Linked DNA regions of Oryza sativa: region 2 is linked to region 1. Evidence: chromatin contacts called from public HiCAR-type data. All regions are on one chromosome and are shown on one strand. The core of a region is the stretch at or near the end of the contact, and the rest is flanking DNA. Distances in the headings are between cores, read along the strand shown. Region 1 holds the start of LOC4343161 (ultraviolet-B receptor UVR8). Region 2 holds the start of LOC4343164 (acetylornithine aminotransferase, mitochondrial).

Evidence for each region. HiCAR-type assays count read pairs that join an accessible place to other places.
Region 2: a contact with region 1 is called in a HiCAR-type map of leaf, with 2.5 times the contacts expected there. The contact joins the promoter of LOC4343164 here to the promoter of LOC4343161 in region 1. A contact is called at or near these places in 1 of 15 Hi-C or Micro-C datasets (leaf mesophyll) and 1 of 4 datasets of contacts at active chromatin or transcription factors (leaf).

What each region holds. Positions count from the first base shown.
Region 1 is chr7:16,192,390-16,196,029 of ASM3414082v1, reverse strand. It overlaps LOC4343161 (ultraviolet-B receptor UVR8), which reads right to left and starts at 1,860. Exons shown (of 6, transcript XM_015792121.3): 1 at 1,109-1,860; 2 at 1-179. The coding sequence starts at 1,423.
Region 2 is chr7:16,373,771-16,377,410 of ASM3414082v1, reverse strand. LOC4343164 (acetylornithine aminotransferase, mitochondrial) reads left to right here and starts at 1,575. Exons shown (of 3, transcript XM_015792513.3): 1 at 1,575-2,069; 2 at 2,176-2,592; 3 at 2,954-3,640. The coding sequence starts at 1,614. The coding sequence ends at 3,406.

The DNA of each region.
Region 1 (3,640 bases), core at 611-3,110:
TTGTGAGAGGCAGAGATGTTGACAACACGAGAAAGTGATGGGAAGGGAACCCTGCTGAATGCCGCACACTGGGTTGTATCTGGGCCATGACCTAGCACCCCACACAAACTGGATCCACAAGAATAGACAGAAGAGTCATGGACCAAAAGTGTGTGATATCTTCCTGTCGCTACTTGCATCTGGAAACATACAGCATGTTCACATATATAAGAAACCAGGTTGGAAATGTCTTCTAACATTAAAAAGAAAATCTAACTTTCCAGTTTCATACTAAAGATAGAATTGTTCATGAGGGAAACTATTCCCAAGTGCAACAATGCAACTTTTGTTGATCATTTGGTCTTCATATTGGCAAGCATAGCAGAATGGCAATAAGTAACATGTCCAACATAGAGCATACTCTCAAACTGGTAGAGCAGATGAGCTAGGATGTTAATAAAAGAAAAAAAATCTAGAATAAAAGTAAATTAGGCACCCTCCAGAACAATCTGATGCAGTAGGCACGCCAAATAATTATGCGCCATATATTTTTAAAATGTCTGACTTGAAATTCAATCAGTGTAAGAAAAACAACTAAGATATGATGGATTCAAAGCAACTGAGGCATCAGCAACATATTCCCATTCAGCCAAGTGTGTCGTATCTAAAAGAAAATGAAAAAACACAAGGTACCATATGTTTATTATAAATCATTTCCAATGTCCACATATCCTCCTCATTCAGAAGCATGCCAACTTACAAATCAATAAATCATAGAATTGTTAGTAATTTTGTTCATCAGGAATGAGCTGGTCAACCTCTCTTAATTCTATAACAAGCAAAAAAAAAAAGAAAAAGCTCACAATAGACTACAAACGCATGCCTTAACTTGGTGTTAAGATGTTTCATTGTCCCTAGTGTAATCCAAATGTGGATATCCGATTCCTATCACGAAGTTTCCGAATTCACAAAGTCATGCATGCATGATCAAACATGGATCCCTAAAACGGGCAAAGGTGTGAGGCAAGCACAATCATCTCTACCAGGCTATCCTACACCACACAAAGTCAAACTAAGGTTGCATTTACTAGTATCTCAGAATTCAGATGCGAAGCAAAGAAATCCTCACGTTGCCGGAGGAGGTGTGGACGGTGCCGGAGGACTGCTCGACGGACTGCAGGAACCTGAGCACCTTCTTCCAGCTGCCGCCGCACCGCTCCAGGAGCTCCCCGCGCGCGGCGGGGCCCATGGCCGCGAACGCCGCCCGCGCGGCGCAGAGCCTGGAGGCGGCGTGCTCGGCGAGCGGGCGGAGCGCGCGGCACGTGGCCTCGAGCCGCGCGAGGTCCCCGGCGGCGAGGCGGCCGGAGGTCAGGACCTCCCCGATGAGGTGGCCGGGGAGCTCCTCCATCGAGAAAGCCCGCGGCGCCTTCTCCCCCGTCGCCATGGATCCACCCCTCCCGCCGCGATCCCCGCCTCCGCCCGACGAAATCTTGGCGGCCTTGCCCCTGGATCGATCGGAATCATCCAAGGACGACGCCGACCCCGACGCCGCCGTACGGATCGAAATGGCGACGAACTCCGCGGCGAGCTCCCCCCCTCCCCTCCGGCGGATCAAATCGAATCGAATCCAATCGAATCGAATCAATCGCTCACCAAATCCCGCCAAGAAACACTAATCCAGCAGCAGAGCAGAGCGAGGAATTGGGGGAGTAAATCCGGGGTGCGATTTGAGGGCGGGGGAAGCGGAGAAGAATCCCTCCAAATCCGAAAATCCGCGAGGATTTATACGCTCTCGCGCAAGCGCATCAACGCACGAACACGAGCACGAACCGAAAGGAGGACGAAAAATAAAAATAAAAAATAAAAAAGAAGAGGAGGAGCAGGAGAAATTTTCTTCACGCAAGTAAAGACTAAAGAGGGGCTCCGGAAATAAAAAAAAATGCTTGGATCCAGAGGCTCCTCCACTAGTAGCTGGCGCCGTCACCCACTGACCAGTGGGCCCAGCGGCAGGTGGCCTCACCTGTCAGAAGTCACACTCACCCGGTGGTGGCACGTGGCCTCGCGGTGACTGACGAGGTGGGGACAGTGGAGGGTGGGGCCGGGGGGTCAGTGGGGTTGGAGGGTGCGCGCGGGGGAAAGAAGGTTCGAGATCCCGGGGGGAGGAGGAGAGGAAGAGGACGTGGCGGGCACTATCGCCTACAGGGGTGACGTGTCAAGCCGGGATTGGGCGCGAGTTGGCGATGGGGACCCGGCACGGTGGCACGGCCAGGCGATCGGTTTCCTCGGCAACTCGGCGCCACGGCTGGACAAGGCGCAGGCAGCGACAGGCGAGGGGCAATGCAAATGGCATGGTGGGGTTGCAAATTGCAATTTTGCATTATTAGCGGAGCAAAAGCACCAACGGCTCGTTGATTTTGTTCGCTCCCATCTAATCACATTATTTTTTCGTCCCCAGCCCGGGTGGTGTTCGGTCACAGGAGTTTTTGTCCAATCCCTTGTCAACATAGTGTGGTTACAGCTCGAGACTTTTATTGTGCTGTGATTCTTTCTTTTCTTATTACATTATTTCCGTTACACGGCGGACACACCATTATACGTGAAACATGATACACACCACTGCGCATGCAACACCACGCTCACACTTCCACGAGTGCGTCTCTTCACACACGCTCAGAGAGATAAAAACTGGCTGTATATTTATGATCACACTAAATCCTATTGATATTTACTTACGTACGCGTAATATTTATGGGTAGCAAGATTTGAACCCTAATGGGTAAAGTCATGCACTCACTAATGACTCTATCACCACCCCGTGCTTTCCTTACTGTGTAGTGATTCTCGTGGCATCATGTCTCGATGTTTTTATGTTTATACTTGGAGCACATCCTTTAGTGACATAACCTTTTATTGCACACTCCACCGAAAACCAACTATCACATGTTCATTCTTTTCAAACACTAGCGAAGTGACAATTCTTTCGTGATAGGTGATACCCCTCGAGAATCATACCATGGTCCATTCTTGATGCTACCACCAATAAATTATGAGAGAATTTCTTTTATGTCCAAGTCTTCGCTGCTCATAATATTTCTATCACCATTATACTTACAAGAGTGAGGAAGAGATGCGGGCGACGGCGGCACGAGAGGAAGACAAAGGCGGAGGCGAAGGCGGCGATGCGAGGCAGAGGTGACGGCGTGAGAAGAAAGCGGATACGACAGCGGCGGCGAGAGAGGTAAAGGGCGAGATGACATGGAAGAGGGGATGCGGGCGGCGGTGGCGCGAGGGGAAGACGAAGGCGGACGCGGAGGCGGAGACGGCGGCGCGAAACGATACTGACGGCACCAGACAGAGGTGGCGGCACGAGAGGAAAGCAAAGGCGGCGGCGGCAAGAGAGGGAGAGAGCAAGAGACAACGGCTAGGGTTTTGGATCTGTGAGAGCCACTTTGCGAAAAAAAAACCTTCAGTTTTGACAATTTTAAGCACAGCCCTTATTCACTTTTTTCTCTTCTTCGTGACGAATATCTGGTTTATGTAAGGGCTTAAACGTAAAATATCAGTTCAAAGACTGTTTGGGAGGGACTTAGATCGAATTAAACTCAAACTAAAGGGTTTTTTCGTAAAACTTCAAGCGCGTACTGTTCCTATCCTACGTGGA
Region 2 (3,640 bases), core at 326-2,825, 180 kb before region 1:
TTATGTCCAACGTTTGACCGTTTGTTTTATTTGAAATTTTTTTATGATTAGTATTTTTATTGTTATTAGTAGATGATAAAACATGAAAAAAAATATTTTATGTGTCACTATTTTTTTTATTTTTTTATAAACTTTTCAAATAAGACGGACGGTCAAATGTTATTATTTTGGGATGGAGGTAGTAACTCTCTTATATCATGTCTTATGTCTTATCTGTAGCATCCGAGTTAAATCTTTGCATATTTCGCATGTATTCTCTTCATATTAACTCAAGTGATACATCAACTATCCGTGGAGAAGATAGGGAGGGGGTGAGCAGGGGTCTCGATCGCCTCCCCTAAGCCCCTAAAACTACACTACATTTGTTGTAGTTTTTGTAAGATTTAAAAAGATAAGTATCGTGGATCCTCTCCATCAAATAAAGTTTGTGTTTTTTGTTTCGCCACTATCAACAATTTATCTACGTGACACAATTAGAAGTGTAAGTGACAAACCCGCGAAACTCACTTATCGACTAAAATAAACCACGAGTCCGTTTATCTTGACCTATAAATAGATTCACGGCTGACCCACTTACACCCTTAGACACAACAGTAAAGTCGTTGAACTCTATCCTAGTTGAAGTCACATGATAGGCCTATGATGCCCCATATTTCAGCCTTATCCATATCATCAAAATCCTACACATCAATCTGGTAGAAAGTATTGGTTCCTCGAGAAAAAGACAACTGCTCAAAAAAAATGATACTGTCACTGTTTGGTATTTGATAAATTCTGACTATAAGTTCTTAATCTTTTATTAATAACTCTTGAAATGATATAATTATACAACATTAGACGTATAAAAGAAACTCAAACTACCGCTATATATAGAGAGATATTCACTCTAATTTAATACTCCCTCCATCCATTTCAGGTTATAAGACATTTTTTACTTTTGTCAAAGTCAAACTATTTCAAGTTTGACTAAGTTTATAGACAAATATAGTAATATTTATAATATTAAGTTACTTTCATCAAATCAATAATTGAATATATTTTCATAATAAATTTATCTTGAGTTGAAAATGTTGCTACTTTTTTTCTATAAACTTGGTCAAACTTAAAGCAGTTTGACTTTGACCAAAGTCAAAACGTCTTATAACCTGGAACGGAGGGAGTATTAAATTTTAGCCATCATATTTATTCTCACTAATTAAAACGTTGCCAGCAAAACTATCAGCTTATTGAAACAAAGGACACAGAAAAGACGCCGCTGATGTGGTGCTGGAAACGTGGGTGCATGCCACCAAGATTTAAAAACTAAATTTCACGAATATTACATCATTTTTTTCATCTCTTTTAACATGTGTTAGAAAATACATTTGTAAGTATGTAAGTTTGGTGTTACACGTACAGTGGTGGTATAACAACGAAAAAAAAAACACCTCTTAACACCTTTTGTTTGATCCAAAGCGTGATAGGCGATAGCCGCCTCCACACAAACAATCACGAGGAGCAGAGCAGGCAGCCGATTCGACACCTAACCCCCAATTCCAATCCCGTATTTAATCCCTCCAATTCCCAAATCATCCAAGCCCGATTCCACCCAAACCCTCCTCTCCTCGCCCGCCATGAACTCGCTCCAATCCTTCCTCGCCCTCAACCCGCCCGCCACCGCCGCCGCCCTTGGCGGCCTCGGCCTCGGCGGCGCGCGCCTCCGTCCGTCGCGCGTCACCGCGTGCCTCGCCACGCCCACGCCCACGCCGCCGCCCCCGACCTCCGCGCCCCTCGCCCCCGCCGCGGCCGCGCGCCGCGAGCTGTCCGCCGCGAGCCGCGCCGTGGTGGAGGACGAGGCGAGGTACATCGTCGGGACGTACAACCGCTCCCGCGTCGTCCTCGTCGCCGGCCGCGGCTGCAAGCTGTACGACGCCGACGGGCGCGAGTACCTCGACATGGCCGCCGGCATCGCCGTCAACGCGCTCGGCCACGCCGACCCCGACTGGGTCGCCGCCGTCTCCGCCCAGGCCGCCACCCTCGTCCACGCCAGCAACGTCCAGTACACCGTCCCCCAGGCCAGTCTCGAACGCGTCACGCCCACCGCTCACCACGTGTTCGACGCATTGCCCAACCCTCTCGTCACGCCAAGCTCACCGTGATCATTTCTTTTTCCGCGTGCATGTGGCGCTCGCCAAGCGCCTCGTGGAGGCCTCCTTCGCGGACCGCGTCTTCTTCGCCAACACCGGCACGGAGGCCAACGAGGCCGCCATCAAGTTCGCCAGGAAGTACCAGAGGGTGGCGCGCCCCGACGGGGACGCGCCCACCGAGTTCATGTCGTTCACCAACTGCTTCCATGGCAGGACAATGGGGTCGCTCGCGCTCACCAGCAAGGTGCAGTACCGGGAGCCGTTCGCGCCGGTGATGCCCGGCGCGACGTTCGCCGAGTACGGGAACCTAGAGGAGGCCAAGAAGGTGATTCAGTCCGGCAAAATTGCTGCCGTGTTCGTCGAGCCCATGCAGGGCGAGGGTGGGATCCATAGTGCCACCAAGGAGTTCTTGCAGGGGCTGCGGGATGCTTGCGATGAGGCTGGAGCTCTCTTGGTTTTTGATGAGGTATGAAACATATTTCTTCTATTACTCCTTATGTTTAGTATGTTGTGGGTTGGTGTTGATTGAGTAATCAATGCTAATCTCACAAGTTGAATCCAAATATATATAAAACTATTGGTAACCACTACACAATTTGTATTAAAACAGAGGGAATTGTACAAAGTAAAAGTTGTTTACATGCATTTAGTTTAGACCAGAGATCACACTCCATAGGAACCTTCATTTTCATACTTATTCAAATCAGTGCAAATGTCCAAAGCTGCCGATCATCAATGAACAGTTCTGAAATTCTATGTCTCTGTTGCATTCAGAAAGGGGGCGCTGATCTAATCTAACACTCCTGTTACATGGTTACTAAACACAGGTGCAATGTGGTCTGGGACGCACTGGTTACCTCTGGGCGTATGAAGCCTATGGAGTAGTACCTGACATTATGACCTTGGCAAAGCCATTGGCGGGTGGTCTCCCCATCGGTGTAGTCTTGGTCACCGAGAAGGTTGCTTCAGCGATAAACTACGGCGACCATGGTACCACATTCGGGGGAGGCCCTCTTGTTTGCCAGGCTGCATTGACCACATTGGACAAGATCCAGAAACCTGGCTTCCTAGCAGAGGTGGCCAAGAAAGGAGAGAACTTCAAGCAGCTTCTCAGTACCAAGCTGAGTGGAAACGCCCATGTGAAAGAGATCCGGGGGATCGGTCTCATCGTCGGCATCGAGCTCGATGTTCCAGCGGGTCCTTTGGTCGATGCATGCTTGGACCGCGGTGTCATAGTGCTGACAGCCGGGAAAGGCAATGTTGTGAGGCAATGTTGCTGATTTTTTACAGAGTGAAATATATCTCATCTTCCTGCTTGCTCCTTCATCATTTTGTGCTGGTACAAGAGTACTTGTAGCGTGTTCGGATCCTCTTAGTGTCCAGCGATCACACATATATTTTTCTGGTGCCACATACACATTCAATTGTGTCATCACTTTTAAAACATGTCCACACAGTATCTTATCCCTTTGAAATTTTTTGCAGGCACAACTGTAGATTTCATTGTTTATGTC